Regions from separate parts of the Mus musculus genome. Here regions 2 and 3 are each linked to region 1. Evidence: chromatin contacts called from public HiChIP or PLAC-seq data. All regions are on one chromosome and are shown on one strand. Each heading gives the region's core, a stretch centred on a gene start, on an enhancer-like site or on the middle of the called end of the contact. The rest is flanking DNA. Distances are from core to core; before and after follow the strand shown.

Region 1 (5,040 bases), core at 1,611-4,110:
TGGAGGCTGTTGAGAGACCTGAGTTTAAGTTCCCTTGGCCTCCTTAGTCTGCCTGTCTCTTCTCTGCTAAGAACTCAGTTTCCTCCACAGGAAGTCAAGAGGGCCCACATCATGGATGCCTTTCTGGCCTGCCTAGGTTGACTGTCAGGGTCTCAGTCTCACCGCTGTTGCAGCCCTTGGAATGCTAGGTTTGTATTTGTAGCTAGGCACAACACAGGAGCATCGGTGGACTCTAGTGGCTCTTCTGAGATTTCACAGGAATTCCGAAAGGTCCCCAGCACCGAAACAACCCAAACCTTGTATCTTCTGAACCACTCCCTCTCAAGTAGGGGTTACAGGCTGGCCCTAGTCCATTCTGTGTCTCCTGGAGGCCAGAGGCAGTCAGGGCTATGGGCAGAGTGCAGATCTGGAACCTGGCAGCCGCCTGGGAGCTGCAGGAGCTGGGAGCAGCCTAGCTGTCCTGGCATGGCTCCACATTCTTTCAGCCTCATCTCTTTAAAAGGAGTGGGAGCTTATCCAGGGCCTGCCTGGTCTTTGTGAGCTGGCGCCATGTCCTTCCCTCTTGAGTGGTCTGTGGGAGACCTGGCCAAGAGGTCTCAAGGGGCCTAGCTGGTAGAGTGGCTGGAAGGAATAAGGGAGGGAATGTCTGTGCTCCATCTCAGTGCCCACAGGGACACCTCAGTGATGGGGCACAAACTCCTCCCCACACAGTACTGCCCCCTGGGCTCTGTAGTACTACAGGCCTAAGAAAGACCCCCCCCCCCCAGTAGGACCCTTCTGTGGAGCTGGGATGAAATGAGGCTGTGGGTCCTGCTGATGGTCTGGGACAGACTCCAGCCAGGATTGTCCTCACTCCCTCCTGTGCTCTGTACATCCGTCTGTCCTCAGTCCACCTATGGCTGTCATCTGTGTGCAGCCTACTAGCAGGAGCTGGTGCGGGGCTGCTCCTAACTGGTCTTACCTTGGCTGCAGGTGGGCTCAGCTCCTGTCTGGCAAGCAACCTCCACTGGCCAGCAGTGTTGCTCAGCCAGGTGACCTGTGGCAGCCATTTTTATCTGGTGACTGTAGCGTGGTTCTTGGGGTAGAATGCTGGTGCCCTCCGTCACTCCTGATGCCTCTTCTCCCTCTGTGGAGACACAGGCCAGTGACAGGGAACATCCCCATTCCCTGGAGCAAGCCCCTCCCCCTCCCCAGGATCCACGTTTCTGTGCCAGGCCTTGCAGGACCTGACTATGCCCTAGGACCTATGACCCTATGACGGGAATGCGGCGCTCTATCTCCACAGGAGCCAAGGACCAGCAAAGCACAGGCAGGTAGTTTCAAGAAATGTATCACACCTTAAGTAGACTGTGTCTGTGTGTGTACAGTGGGGCCTGACATAGCCAGGGCCATAATCGGAGCCCTCCTTGGTCTTCATGAGGTGGTGCCATGTCCCTCTGTCCTGAATGACAATCTGTGGGATGCCTGCCTGGCTAGGAGTCTTGAGGGGCCTGACTGGCTAGAGAGCGAGAGAGACAGTGTTCTAAGTTGCTCACGGGACACAGCTCTTAGACTTAGGTAAGATACCGCCATGGCTGTCAGGAGTGGGCTTATGTGTGAGGGTGCCTATCCCTCCTCCTGCTCACAGGAATGGTGATTACAACCAGAGTAAAAACCACCAAAGCTGTCAACTAAGACCAAAGTAGGAAGGAACACAAGGGTACCATATCTTCCTGCTGAGCACAAGGCAGGGCCTTGGAACTGGTCACATGTGGTTGGATGGAACTAGGGACACAGCTGTCCCTGCCTTTCCAGTGAGGATCTCTCTCCCATCTCCCCACTCATTCAGTTCTCACCCTGCCCCTGCCAGGGACAGCCACCTCCTTCCTTCAGCAGGGGAAAGGCAGGAACCTGAGTGCCATGGGACTCTTCCACCTGAGCCTCCGTGGTCCAGAGGGCTCCTCTTTTCTATCTCTTTATTTAAAGAGGAGTTCTTGCTCTGGATCTCAGGATAAACTCATGAGATTATCCAGTTTCAGCTCTGGAGGAAGGTATGTCCTACCACACCCAACTTGGAGAAGACCGGATCTCACCCGACCTGAGCCACTCCCTCTTTTGTCTTCACTGCCTGGAAGTCTGGGTCATAGACAAACAATGGCTGGCAGAGTGGAGCACCTCAGGATTGCCCTGCGGCATTCTTAGCACCACCTCCCATTTGCAGGGTGGAAATCTAGATATACACCAACCAAACTGCCTTCTCTGGGCCTGGACCCAAGGCCGTACCCATCCACAGAGGGCAGCGCTCCACCTGATGCGGCTGGCTGGCTTAACAGGGGTTTCCTGAGTGGCAGAGGTGGGGGTTAGGACACACAGGCAGAACAAATGTCTGGCTTTGAGTTGGGGGCAGAGATAAGGATGGTTGTAACTAGCTGGAGGCCAGCCTGGACTTGAGACACTACTCAAAAAGCCAAATACAACAAAACTTCTCCAGAGTACCATCCTTCTAGATGATCTGGATCAACATGGCTGACTTCCCTGAGGTGGACCAAGGTGCACTCTGGGTAGGATGGGTGTCAGGTGGCTGGCTCCTCCTTCCCTGCAGCAGCAGCCTCAGGTGGCCAAAGTGCCCCCTTACTTGTTTACTATTCAAGGTCTTCAACTGTAACAGCAAACACTGCTGGGAATTCTTTTTCCAAATACCCGAAAAACAAAAAAAAAAAAAAAAAAAAAAACTGGCCAGATGGTGGTGGCATTTAATCCCAGCACTTGGGAGGCAGAGGCAGGCAGATCTCTGAGTTTGAGGCCAGCCTATCCACAAAGTGAGTTAGGACAGCCAGGGCTACAAAGAGAAACCAAAACAACAAAACAAAAGCTGGTCACGGGGTCCCACAGGCCTGCTTCAGGACCGCGTGGAGCCCAGGCTTCCTTCCTAAAAGCATCCTGAGGAAGGACAGTACTGAGAGGTGTCCAGCGGAGATGTGGACATAGGGGAAGATACTCACGAAGCAAGGGCACCTCTTCCCCTCACTAGGGCTAGCCTGGCCACTCAGGACGCCATTAGGAGAACCCATTCCTGTTCTCTGGAGTAGATTTAAAGCCTGGCACCAGAACTGTGGGGGTTGTCCCAGGAGGCTTGGGGCTTGGCTCAGACTCCCCTGGACTCTCAGGACCTGGACCAAGCTGACATTGTGGCCCCTACATTCTGTTTCTACTTGCTGTCCTAACTATTTTCTTCACATGACAGCTTTAGGAAAAAGGAACTCTCCTTCATTAAGGTGGTGGGGGCTGGGCATAGGCTGGGACTGCATGGGTAGATGTAGCAGGCAGGATAAGCCAGGGCTAGATCACTGCACTGGCCAGCGTGGGTGGGGAGGCAGAGCCACCAGGATCTTTCCGCAGCTGTCTTCTGGGCCCTCCCATATGTTCCTTGGGAGGCTGTTGGGTAGGCAACTGTGCTCCCAGGTGGCTTAGTCTTCACTTAGCCCCACGTTCTAACTTCTTGCTATTAAAGTCCCCCACATATGTCTGTCAAGGGCCTCTGTAAGCAGGCTGTACCATCAACAGGAACAGCAGACCCAGCCACTCTGCTGCACTAGCCTATCACAGCTGGGCAGTCTAGGAACTGGTGAGGCACTCTTTCCATGAGGGTTCGACTAGTTGAAGAGATGCAGGATGTGGGCCCTACAGACATGGCTGTTCCAAACTGGTCCCCATATTACCCCAGAGAGCTCTGGTGATCATGGAAAATCCCCACAAACATGTGCTGATCTGAGTCGGAAGGCAGGCTGGTCAGGGGATGGGTGTGCCCGGGCCTTCTGGCCAGGCCCAACCAAGTTCTTGCTAAGGGCTGTCCCTATCCACATTCGTCAGAGTGCTACTGTGGAATATACATACAGAAGGAGGTACTCTTCCCCAGAGCTAACCTCCAGAAATAAGATATGAATTGTAGGATTCTGTTTGCTTGGAGGCAGCCTGCCAGCCAGCGTTCAAAAGTGGTGTAGCTGCCTACCTGCTGTGCTCGCTCAGACAAGACATCAACAGAACCAGGCAGAGGTCCCATCAAGAAAGACAGGCTGTCACCCACTCAGGAGAGCAGCTAATGACTTCAACTCAATTGCACAGGAGACCATCAACTAGGAACAGCCCACTCAGAACACTGGGCCTGGCACCCCAGTCCTCAGATTCTCCAAGGTCGTGGGGCACATGGGTATGACCTTGGGTCAGGACCCAGGGAAGGCAGCTTAGTGGGTGTCATGGCACTGTAGGCATGATAAGCTGAAGGGAGAACAGGTCAATGGATCTGTGAAGAAACGCAGGATGGGATGGAGGCGCACAGGCTGACTCAGTCAGGTGGAAACCCTCATTCCTTTCTACCCTGCTAACGGGAGGCGGCACTGGGAATGCTGTGGGAGACTCCTGACACGCTCCATGATGCCAGCCATTGCTAGTCTAGGATCTAGATGAGCAGAGGGCAAGGCAACCGGCGGTGTGGGCCTGTGTGATCACTAACAGCCACAAAGTTGCTCTGGCTCTGCCCCCTGTACTTTGAGCTCATCTGCTACCGTGAGTCCAAGCCCTGTGGTGTGAGGAGATAGAAGTGATTAGGACAGCTGCGGATGGCACCCAGAGCTTTGTGCATGCTCACCTGAGCCCAACTGCCAACCGCCCTGTCCTGTGGCCTTCAGAGGTTCCTCTGGAACAAATGGTGAGTGACTGGGTCCCTAACCTGGCACAATCCTCAAGGTAACCTGGGGAGAGCATCTGCTGAAAATCCCGGTGCCTGGCACCGAGCCCCAGAAGGAGCTGAGAGGGGCGCTTCCAACCCAGTCTCCAATCAGGCAGCACAGATAGAGGCTCACTGTCCCACTGTGCAGATGAAATAGGAGACAAAGGCAAGGTCCCATGGCTGAAGGTGGCAGCTCCCAATGTGGCTGGGAGGACAGGCGAACCTTAACAGATGGCTCCGGTTTGGGCAGGTGACCACGCAACTATGGAGCATAGGACACTGATCAGGACCTGAACCAGGGTGAGGGAAGGAAGGGTGGAAGACTAGTCTCTGCT
Region 2 (5,040 bases), core at 1,260-3,759, 390 kb before region 1:
TAAATCTTCATCGCTTTGTTTTGGAACTAAGAGTTTAGTGTTTTAATGTAGGAAGAGTCTGCAGAATGGCGGCAATTTCAGGCTGATCTCCAGACTGCAGTGGTCATTGCCAATGATATCAAGTCTGAAGCCCAAGAAGAGATCGGTGATCTAAAGCGACGGCTACATGAGGCCCAAGAGAAAAATGAGAAACTCACAAAAGAATTGGAGGAAATAAAGTCACGCAAGTACGTTCTGAGACACCGGTTGTGTTTCAGTAAGGAACAAATGTGGCCCTGGTGCTGCTCTTAGTCCTGACACTCGCTCACGGTGCAGCCCTCTTATTTCTCTGTAGACTGGAGGTCTGGAAGCAGGCTGTCTGGCCCTGCCTCTTGGTGGCTGTGTGCTCTCAGTTAACAGTGGTCATCTCCCTGTGCCCCGTGCCCCGTGCCTCAGTTCTCTCAGCTGTAACATGGAGGCCCGTGAGCTACTTTATAGTCCTCTCGTGAGTAAGAGAGCTAATGCTTGTAGAGGGATGAAGCAGCCAGCAGTAAACTTAAGTTACCAATTTGGAAAAACAGTCGATCAGTACAGTGTAAGTTTCTTTCCATCACTCACTTGAGGAAGTTCCTTTTTTTTTCAAAGTCCTCCAAATTAGTACCCTCCACACAGAGATCACTGGAAATTCATAAAAATGGCCACAGGAGATTATACCTGTGATATGTTTTGAGTTCCCACAGTAACATTCCATCTGAGTTGGGGAATGAGTTTATGTGTCAGAAATGCCTCATTTGATAGTTACCCTGAGTTTAGAAGTTGGTTCTGTCTGGCCATCCATCCATCTATCCATCCATCTGTCATGCTAGGGATTAACCTAGGGCCTTACATCTACCAATCACTCTACCACTAAGCCCTAAAACTCTGTTCTTGAAGGATCATTCCATGGGATCCTGAAAGTTTACTAGTCTTTATGTTTCAAGGAGATGCCTACCAAAAGACGCAGCATCTTGGGATGGAGAGGTGGAAGTGGTTAAGAGTACTTCCTGCTTTTCCAAAAGATCTGAGTTTAGTTCCAGCAGCTCAGGACTACCTGTAACTCCAGCTCCAGGGAACATGTTGCTCCCTTCTGGCCTCTGCAGGCCCCACACACTATTAAATGATGAGAGAGCCATCTTGTACTGTGCTGTTGTCGTCAGAGTGATGGAACTTTCCCAGGCTCCTTGCACTTAGTCTTCATAATAATACTAACCGGAAGTTGATGGTTTGCACTGATTTTTGCATTGATAGTGAAGAACAAAGGTAAACTTGGTGACCCAGGGCCTTCGTATCAAAGTCAAGCTCATTATAACATGTGCTAACTTTTTGTTTTTTTTCTAGTGCAAAACTGCCTAACAAAACATGGGTTTCACTTAAAATACCCTTGTTGAAAGGTTTACCAGATCCCAGCCCTGGAGTGCCCTGTTTCTAACCTTCCATGTGATAAGTGGAAGTGTGAGCCGGCACTTCCGCTTTAAACCCTGTGTCCAGGTATGAGGTGGCTGAGGCGAGCACCGTGCTGGCTTCAGTCTGAGCTACTTTCTCCTAGTAAGTGATGTGGTCCTGTCCATTAAGGGGACAGCTGCTGGTATTTGCTGATGACGAAAAGTCGGTCTTAAAAGGAGCCTGAGACAGGGTCTCTCTGTATGTAACCTGGCTGTTTTGGAGCTCACTATACAGACCAGGCTGGCCTTGCATTCACAGAGCTCTACCTCTGCCTCCACAGTGCTAAGATTAAAGGCATGTACTACCTCACCTGGCTAAATGCATTCTTTTCAAAATGTAATGGGCTAGAGAGATGGCTTAGCGGTTAAGAACACCGATTGCTTTACTGTAGATCTTGAGTTCAATTCCCAGCAACCACATGGTGGCTCACAACCATCTGTAATGGGCTCCTATGCCCTCTTCTGGAGTGTCTGAAGATAGCTACAGTGTACTCACATAAAATAAAATTTTAAAACAGAATGTAAGAAAAAAAAGTTTCTTTTAAAGAAAAAAAAAAGGGGGGGGGATGGAGAGATGCCTCAGCTGTTAAGAGCACTGACTGCTCTTCCAGAGGTCCTGAGTTCAAATCTCAGCAACCACATGGTGGTTCACAACCTTCTGTAATGGCATCTGATGCCCTCTTCTGGTGTGTTTGAAGAAAGTAATAGTATACTTACATACATGAAATAAATAAATCTTTTTTTTTAACATAAGACACATTATTCTTAACAGTTTTTGAATTTGGAAAATAAAGTTTTTTTTTTATAAAATATTTTTACTGTCTTTCAAACAGTGTCTCATTAAGACAGTAAAATGTTTTATGGCCTTAACTGACTCCATGAGCTTTCCGAGCCCGTTGGAGGCATTCTCTGGAGATACAGTAGTTTACCTCTTCTTAGGAAGATGGGACTTCTGGTCTTACTCCTTTGTGTGTCTCTGTGAAGCAGTGTTTAGCTGGATCCAGCATAGATGATCTCTGCTAGTGAATTCCCTCATGCCTGAGAAGGGCTGCGCCTTACTGGCAGCACAGAACCAGAGATTCCCAGTTGCGTCCGGCTGAGGCCGGTCTGCCTCCTGACTGACTGCTAATTGATTACTGTTGTCCTCACCTGACACTTAATGCAGATGGAATTTGATGGCTATTTAACTTGCTTAGGATCACCTGATAGGAACATTTCAGTATCATTTCCTGCTGTCTACCAGGCAAATAATATTAGGTCAGGCAATTGTGTTCAACTGGTACAATTAAAAAAGCTAAAAAACAAAAGGCAAAAGCAAAAACCAAACCCTAATAACTTTTAATGCTTTTCAGTCAGAAATTTTTAAATGGGCATTTTCTCATACATGCCATGCCTTTCTTTATTTTCCTGTTTTTAGGCAAGAGGAAGAGCGTGGCCGGGTGTATAACTACATGAATGCTGTTGAAAGAGATTTGGCAGCCTTGAGGCAAGGGATGGGACTGAGTAGAAGGTCCTCCACTTCCTCAGAACCAACTCCCACAGTAAAAACCCTCATCAAGTCTTTCGACAGTGCATCTCAAGGTAACTTGATTATGTGTGTGTGGATTGCAAGGCTTATGGTTCTGCTCACATGATGTATCCTCCTTGTCTAGTTCGGTATTCTATATCACCGTACGCCGTACGCTCTGAGTTTCATCAGGTTGACTATGGTATCATACAGTGCCATATAGCATCACTTAGTATCGCATGGTATCATGAGTTAAGGTCCATTCTGCAGCGTTCAGAATGTACCTCAGTTTAGAAATCCTGGTCTCAGCAGTTTGCCTTACTTCCCAGGCCACCCAGTAACTTTTCTCCCTAGGTGGGTCATACTCATTCCTGTGACTTCTTGTATCTTCTTTATGTGCAGACTTCTGGATACATAACGTTAGCTCCCAACCTTCCTCTGAATTCCTCAATCCTGTATACCCAGGTACCTTGTTGACACTGACACTTGAGCATCCTTATGCCAGACCAGATCTCATTCTCTGCTTCTTCTCTTCATTGTTCCCCATCTCTATTGTCAATAGAGTTCTACCCAGTTACTGAGACCAGAAACCTAGGAACCTAAGCTAACGTCTTTTCCTCACTGTTGAGCCTCCCCCATGAGCTTCCTTGTTCTCTTCTCTTTCCTCATCTCTAGAGTCAAAGACAAGAGTTCAAGGCACCTTCGACTATTAATTTCAGTAAATTTGGAATTAGTCTCATCTTTTGCCTTTGAGAGAGTTTTTCTTGTCTAAAATCCTGGATAATTGGAATGAAGTTCAGATCAAAGTTCTGTAACCTCAGGCTCCTCTTCTGTACACTGCAAGCTAGACTCTTGATGATCTAGCTCTTCCAGCGTGAACCCTGAAGATATATCTGCAATCTGTCATAAAAGCTGTATACTGTCTCTGTTTATATGTCTTTCGCTGTCTCTCTGTCTCTGTTTGTGTGTGTGTGTTTGTGTATTCATATTGGTTATTGAGATAGGGCCCTACTACGCGGCCCAGGTTGACCTAGATAGAGTAGTTTCAACTTGTGATCCCTCTGCCTCTGCCTCTGAAGTACTGAGGTTATAGGTGTTTGCTACCTTGCTGCCTCTTAGTTTCTTATAGAAATAGTGATGCTAGGGCTGGAACCTAGGGCCTCATGCGTGCTATAATGCTGTTCCACCGAGCTTTGCCCCGTCCTCTCGTTTTCTTTCTATCTTAGAGTTCATTGCCTTATGTAGTATTTTAGCCAAACATTGTGATTAAATAGCAGAAGTGAAGTGCTGGCCTAGAGCAGCAACCATTCGTCTGGTTGAAGAAATTCCTGTGCAGGACACATTCCTGTACCATGCTGTGTCTATCCTTAAATTTCCCATTTGCTCTTTTCCTAGTACCAAACGCTGCTGCAGCTGCGATCCCTCGAACACCTCTGAGTCCAAGTCCCATGAAAACCCCTCCTGCAGCTGCCGTTTCTCCCATGCAGGTAAGAGCCTAGGATCATTGAAGGTGCAGACAGCTTTAAATATGCATGTTAGATCCTCTTTCAGTCATGCACATGTCTCAGGTGGACAGATGACTGCCTCAGAGGGATGTTTGTTAGATTTGCTTGGTAAAATACCATGAGTATGCTTCATTGAGGCAAATTACAAATGTAAATTGTGATGCTGTTTTGGAAGCTTTGATCTCTCTAAGTCTGTAGGTGGCACATTTTATCTTTTGCTGTCCAATAGACCATTTGGCTGGAGAGATGGCTCATGGATCTCAGAGAGGACCTATGATCAGTTCCCAGCACTCATTGGGAGACCTCACACAATACCCTATGACTTGAGCTCCTTGGGCGTATCTGACCCTTTTCTGGGCCTCCTTGGCACGCCTGAATGCAAGCACACATATCTACACACTTGCACATACACAGCCCAGAGCTAAATGTCAGTCTACTCAAGGCATGGATTGAGAGAAGTGCTGTTCGTTGAAGGCCATTTGTCACAGTCAAGCTCAAAGATATGAATGCTGATCCATTATAAAGAACTTTGAGAATTGCTATTCTTTGCCATTGTTGGAGTGCACCC
Region 3 (5,040 bases), core at 1,837-4,336, 350 kb after region 1:
TATACTCTCTCCAATGTCACATGTCCTCTCACGGGCCCGCTTCAGCAAAACATCACACGAGTCTGCATCTCATGACATAACCAGAAATTTCCACTTCGGATCTCTTCTGTAAAGATGGGTTCTATAGATTGACTACTAGTGCCATCTTAAGGGCCTGGGGGAGGATTCAGTGTGGTCTCAGTCATACAGGTAGCACAAAGGTCATCAGGCTATTAACCACCTCTGCTCCTGTCTGTAAAGTATATGTGACTCCTCCCACAAAGGTGGGTTCTACTGACTAAGAAACAACATTCAAGGTTCTAGGGAGAATGACTGAGGTAAATATAACAGTCTAGGGGAGCCAAGTACTGCCAGGCCCTACACATAGCACAGATCACCAGCCCATTAGCCACCTCTATTCCAAGCTTTGTGGGCAGAACACAGGTTATATATCTCTTCCTTTGAAGAGACAAGGATATGTGTTTCATATTCCTGGTTTCCCAGTGCTAATCTGTGAGCACAGAGACCTTGTGCCTTCAGAGATTGAGGTAAAAAAAAAATCTCAACCAGACTCATCTCTTCGCTGCCTCAAAACATGTATTTTACCACCAAAATGTAAAAGATGGGGAAAAACATTCCAAGCAATTGGAACTAGGAAATAAGGAGGTATTACTATTGGAACAACATAGACCTCAAAGTTAACCTGAAAGGATGAAGAGAATCATTTCATAATGATCTAAAGAAGAATCCCGGTGAACTCAACTTTATAAAATAAACACCACCAGATACAAAGAAACAGACTAGTCCCAACTTAATAGTGTGGGTGATGTCAAAAGTCCAGTCTCTCCAACTTACTCTACCCAGAAAACAAACAGAAACATCTGATTTTAATGGCAGGCCTCATAGATGGAATAGATTCTAGTAGACATCCATAGTGCATTTCTTTCAAACACCAAAGAATATACATTCTCAGCAGGCAACCAAGCTTTCCCCCAAATAGGTCAGAACTACAACAGTAGTAGTCATAAAAATAAACACAAACAACTAAGGAAAAGCTACTAGTTAGGATTTTTTTTCCTTTGCAGGAGGAATATCTTCAAGTCATCACTGAGTGTTGGCTTTATTCACAGGTTTTTTGTTATAATCTTGCTCGCCGTCACCATTGTCTGGATCCCCATTATAGAAATGGCCCCCAATGAGATACTGTTCGAGTACATGCAGGTTCTTAAGAGCTGTCTGACCCCGAGCATGACTGCCGTCTTTCTGCTGGCTGTCTTTTGCAAGAGGGTGAACGAGCAGGTGGGTGTTCACGTGGAATGGTGGGAGGGGATGTCTTCATGCCGTAGATATCTTTACAAGATCGGCCTTAGCGATGTCTCTTGTGTATCAGGAGTTCACACGGGGCCATCATCTCTTCCCTGAGAGATGATCTCTTGCCCAGTAGGGTTGATCTAAACTCAATGTTGTGTGCAGGGAGGGAAAGGAATTTATCTCCTTTGTTTTCTTCCCTTTGTAAAACTTCTGTCCCTGCCAGACGAAGCTGCCCCCCCCCATTAAGCTTGTGGAAGTGATAAAAACCCCTCTGCTGCATAGATGCCTCTAGGAAACTGCCCCTCCATTGGCCTCTGTCCACAGAGAGAGCCCACACTTTGTATTAAATCACAGTGGTAGATTCCTTCACTGTCTCTGGGCTGAGACGATTATTCGAACTGTCTCTTCAGTTCCTCTTCAGACCAAAAAGAAAGAGAAAAAAAGACCCTCCCCACTTCCAAACCAAAGGTCCCAATGGATGGTTTATTTTATCAACAATCCTCCGTGTATAAACTGACGGCATGACCGCTCCAAGGTATAGCTGATGAAGAGAAGCTTTTACTATAGGCGTGAGAGAAAACAGCCAGAGGTATCAGAAAGAGTCCAGAACTGAGAGAGAAAGAAGTAGACTTGACATCGCCAGTGCAGAGAGGAGGGAGGGGTGGGGGAGAGGAGGGGGCGGGGAAGAGGGGGAGACAGAGACAGAGAGAGAAGAAAGTATAGTGAGAGAGTTAGGAGCAGAGTGGGGGAGGGGCACGGCAGGGATCTCAGGGTTATTAAGGAGAATGAGTCCGTTCAGGGAGGGACTCCATGGGCTGGTGAGGGTTTAAGGTAAGGCAGGAGATAGGATGTGAGATCCCCGCTATGGGTGCTGGGAACTGAATTTAGATCCTCCACAAAAGCAGCAAATGCTCTTAACAGGTGACGCTTTCTCTCCACCACCACCCCCCACCCCGCCCACATCCCTTCAAATACCCTGTGTTACTATTTTCCTGCATTCAAGCTCCTGTCTTACATCCACCCCAGCCCAAAAGAGTCCCTAGATTCGACCCCTGAGCCAGTATCTAGTCCTTGCCTTTATCGAGCAGACGATTAGGGTAAGAAGGAGGAGCATGCTAGCATGGACTCTGAAGTGTATAACAGGGACTTGTGATACAGAGGGAGTCCAGAGGCCAGCGTGAGCTTTGATGTGCTGATAGGCACCCCAAGTAGTCATATATCTATTCTGCTAGTGACTCCACTCCTTTTGGTAGAGGGACCAGCTTCATAGTTAACTGGGGAATGCAGTCTTTTCTATAACTGCCAGAAATCCTCTTCTAGTCTAGATTGAGCACATTTCTGGATGTTTGGACTGCCTTTCGGGAATTGGGATTTCCTTTAAAGGCATAATTAGCCTGAGTGTCTTATATTTCTTATTTTCTTTCTTTGTTTCTTTGTTTCTTTCTTTCTTTCTTTCTTTCTTTCTTTCTTTTGATTTATGTCTTAAACTTTCTTGTAACCCTGGACAGAATTGAGCAGCCTGGCCTTGCACAAGATCCCATGCACACACCCAAGGCCATTTGTGATCTGCCCCCCAACCCCCACACACACTTGTGTCAGATCCTTCCTTCTCCGTGGACAGCCCACAGTTCCAGGCTGCTCCAAACCGGTAACTGCTGAACTGTCTCCTACCCCCTCGACCCTTCTTCCTTCATGGACTACTTGCTTTGCCAGGAATATATTCTGGCTGCTCCACCTGGCAGAGATTCTCTCTAAGGCCCATCTGTCTCAGCTGCTCAGTTCCTTAGGCCACCTGCCAGGGCTGCCAGGCCACCCAGCTCACTAAGCCTTAATTTAGCAGCACAAATGTCAGGGGAGTAACCTGGGCCTCAGAGTGGCTTAGCTTTGTTCTCCTTGGAAAGGGATGGGCTGGAGGGGAGGTGGTCACAGAAGTCTACCTCTCTCTGCTGACAACAAAACTTGGGATATTGGGACACCCCCAAAGCTCGCCCACTGTCCCTGGCTCAAGGTTGCAGATATACTTACTGTATACACTTTCACGGTTGCCTCTGTTAACCTAAAGCATTTTGTCAGGCTCTCTCTCCTTCCCAGCTCTGCACAGTGTAATCATTTGCTTCCTTCCTATCTCCTTCAGGAAGTGACCCCTTTGGGTCCTTTGACCAGACGCAAAGCTTTTGTTCCCCCTCTGTAGGGATCCTGACTTACATCCACCCCCAGCCTGAAAGCATCTCTAGGTATGACGCCTGAGCCAATATCTAGTCCCTGCCTTTGTAGAGCAGTCAGACAATCTAATTGGGGGAAGGAGATGACATAAAGTGAGCTGACAAATCTTTGTGATGGTAACAGAGTATTTAAGAAGGGCTGTGAGGCAGGGTGGGGTGGGGTGGGATGGGTGGGAGAGATCAGTTCACTTGTTAAGAGCATTTCCTGCTTTTGCAGAGGACCCAAGTTCAGTTCCCAGCACTCACGTCGCGTATATCAAAACTGTCTGTGACCCCCAGCTTTAGGACTCCATGAGGCCTCTGGACATGCATGTGTGCAAACCTATACACAGGCACTGTCCTGGCTGGTTTCATGTCAACCTAACAGGAGCTGCTAGAGTCATCAGAGAGGAGGGAGCCTCGGTGGAGAAAATGCCTCTGTAAGATCAGGCTGTCGGCAAGCATCTAGGGCATTTTCTTTTTTCTTATTTTTAAAGATTTATTTATTTTATGTATATGAGTACACTGGAGCTGTCTTCAGGCACACCTGAAGAGGGCATCAGATCCAATTCCAGATGGTTGTGAGCCACCATGACCACATGCTGGGAATTGAACTCAGGACCTCTGGAAGAACAGTTAGTGTTCCTAACCACTGAGCCATTTCTCCAGCCTGGGCATTTTCTTAGTTAGTGATTGATGGGGAAGGGCCCAGCCCATTGTGGGTGGAGCCATCCCTGAGCTGGTGGTCCTGCGCTCTATAAGAAATCAGGCTGAGCAAACCATAGAGAACAAACCAGTAAGCAGCAGAGAAATGGTGTAGGGGGTAAGGCCTACATCAGCTCCTGCATCCAGGTTCCTGCCTTGTTTGAGTTCCGGTCCTGGTTTCCTTTGATGATAGGCTATGATGTGGAAATATAAGCCCAATAAGCCTTTTCCTCCCCAATTTGCTTTTAGTCGTGGTGTTTCATCATAACGATGGTAACTCTAACCAAGAAAGGCACATAACATAATTAAAAGTAATAAAAGATAAAATATTTTAAAAGGACTGTGAAGGATCATGAAGGTTACAGGGTGGGCTATGTGGGTGGACAAACAGGGACACAGCTCAGCGGGAGAAGGAACTGACCTGGAATCAAAGAAGTTCTAAGATGTGGGGACAATTCTAAGCAGGAAGAAGGGCAAGGGCAAGAACTCATGCCAAAAGTGAAGTGGGCATCTTTGGGATGCAGAAGCAGGCTCAGCTGGGTGGAGATGAGTGACCAAGTGGGGAGTAGTGAAGCTTGGTGAGGTTAGCCATGGTGTAGGAGTGAGGCATGGCATAGGGGTGAAGCATGGTGCAGGCGTGAAGCACACTATAGGAGTGAGGCTTGATCCTGGTGACAGGTGCTGAGAAGTCACTGGAGGGTCCAGGAAGAGGCTTGGCATTCTCTAGTCGATGCTCCTGCAGAGCCAGGGGACAGTTAGGAACAAGATGTGGCCCCCTGAATGAGAAAGGATGGAGGAGGCGAGGGCCATGGGAAGGGACTGGGCTCAGGACACATTTTGGAAG

Evidence for each region. HiChIP or PLAC-seq counts read pairs in DNA pulled down with a chosen protein or histone mark.
Region 2: an H3K27ac HiChIP or PLAC-seq map of embryonic stem cells shows a contact between it and region 1, with 6 read pairs. The contact joins two enhancer-like sites. A contact is called at or near these places in 1 of 39 promoter capture datasets (neutrophils), 1 of 484 Hi-C or Micro-C datasets (the N1E-115 cell line) and 1 of 115 datasets of contacts at active chromatin or transcription factors (embryonic stem cells).
Region 3: an H3K27ac HiChIP or PLAC-seq map of embryonic stem cells shows a contact between it and region 1, with 7 read pairs. The contact joins two enhancer-like sites. A contact is called at or near these places in 5 of 39 promoter capture datasets (3T3-L1-derived adipocytes, the C10 cell line, HPC-7-derived erythroid cells and 2 more) and 1 of 115 datasets of contacts at active chromatin or transcription factors (embryonic stem cells).

What each region holds. Positions count from the first base shown.
Region 1 is chr10:75,647,096-75,652,135 of GRCm38.p6, forward strand. It overlaps Cabin1 (calcineurin binding protein 1), which reads right to left. Exons shown (of 37, transcript NM_172549.3): 35 at 962-1,126; 36 at 1-6. Among named protein-coding and RNA genes, the nearest start is that of Susd2, 5.6 kb to the left of the region's middle. Within about 2 kb of position 2,861, at least 26 of the 459 cell types and tissues checked have an H3K27ac peak or open chromatin away from gene starts, as enhancers often do. A contact at or near this core is called in embryonic stem cells, where this site is marked.
Region 2 is chr10:75,258,917-75,263,956 of GRCm38.p6, forward strand. It overlaps Specc1l (sperm antigen with calponin homology and coiled-coil domains 1-like), which reads left to right. Exons shown (of 16, transcript NM_153406.3): 7 at 52-227; 8 at 2,878-3,041; 9 at 4,363-4,454. Among named protein-coding and RNA genes, the nearest start is that of Specc1l, 49 kb to the left of the region's middle. Within about 2 kb of position 2,510, at least 5 of the 459 cell types and tissues checked have an H3K27ac peak or open chromatin away from gene starts, as enhancers often do. A contact at or near this core is called in embryonic stem cells, where this site is marked.
Region 3 is chr10:75,999,280-76,004,319 of GRCm38.p6, forward strand. Gm5134 (predicted gene 5134) reads left to right here. Exons shown (of 14, transcript NM_198635.3): 11 at 1,110-1,278. Among named protein-coding and RNA genes, the nearest start is that of Mir6409, 7.1 kb to the right of the region's middle. Within about 2 kb of position 3,087, at least 13 of the 459 cell types and tissues checked have an H3K27ac peak or open chromatin away from gene starts, as enhancers often do. A contact at or near this core is called in embryonic stem cells, where this site is marked.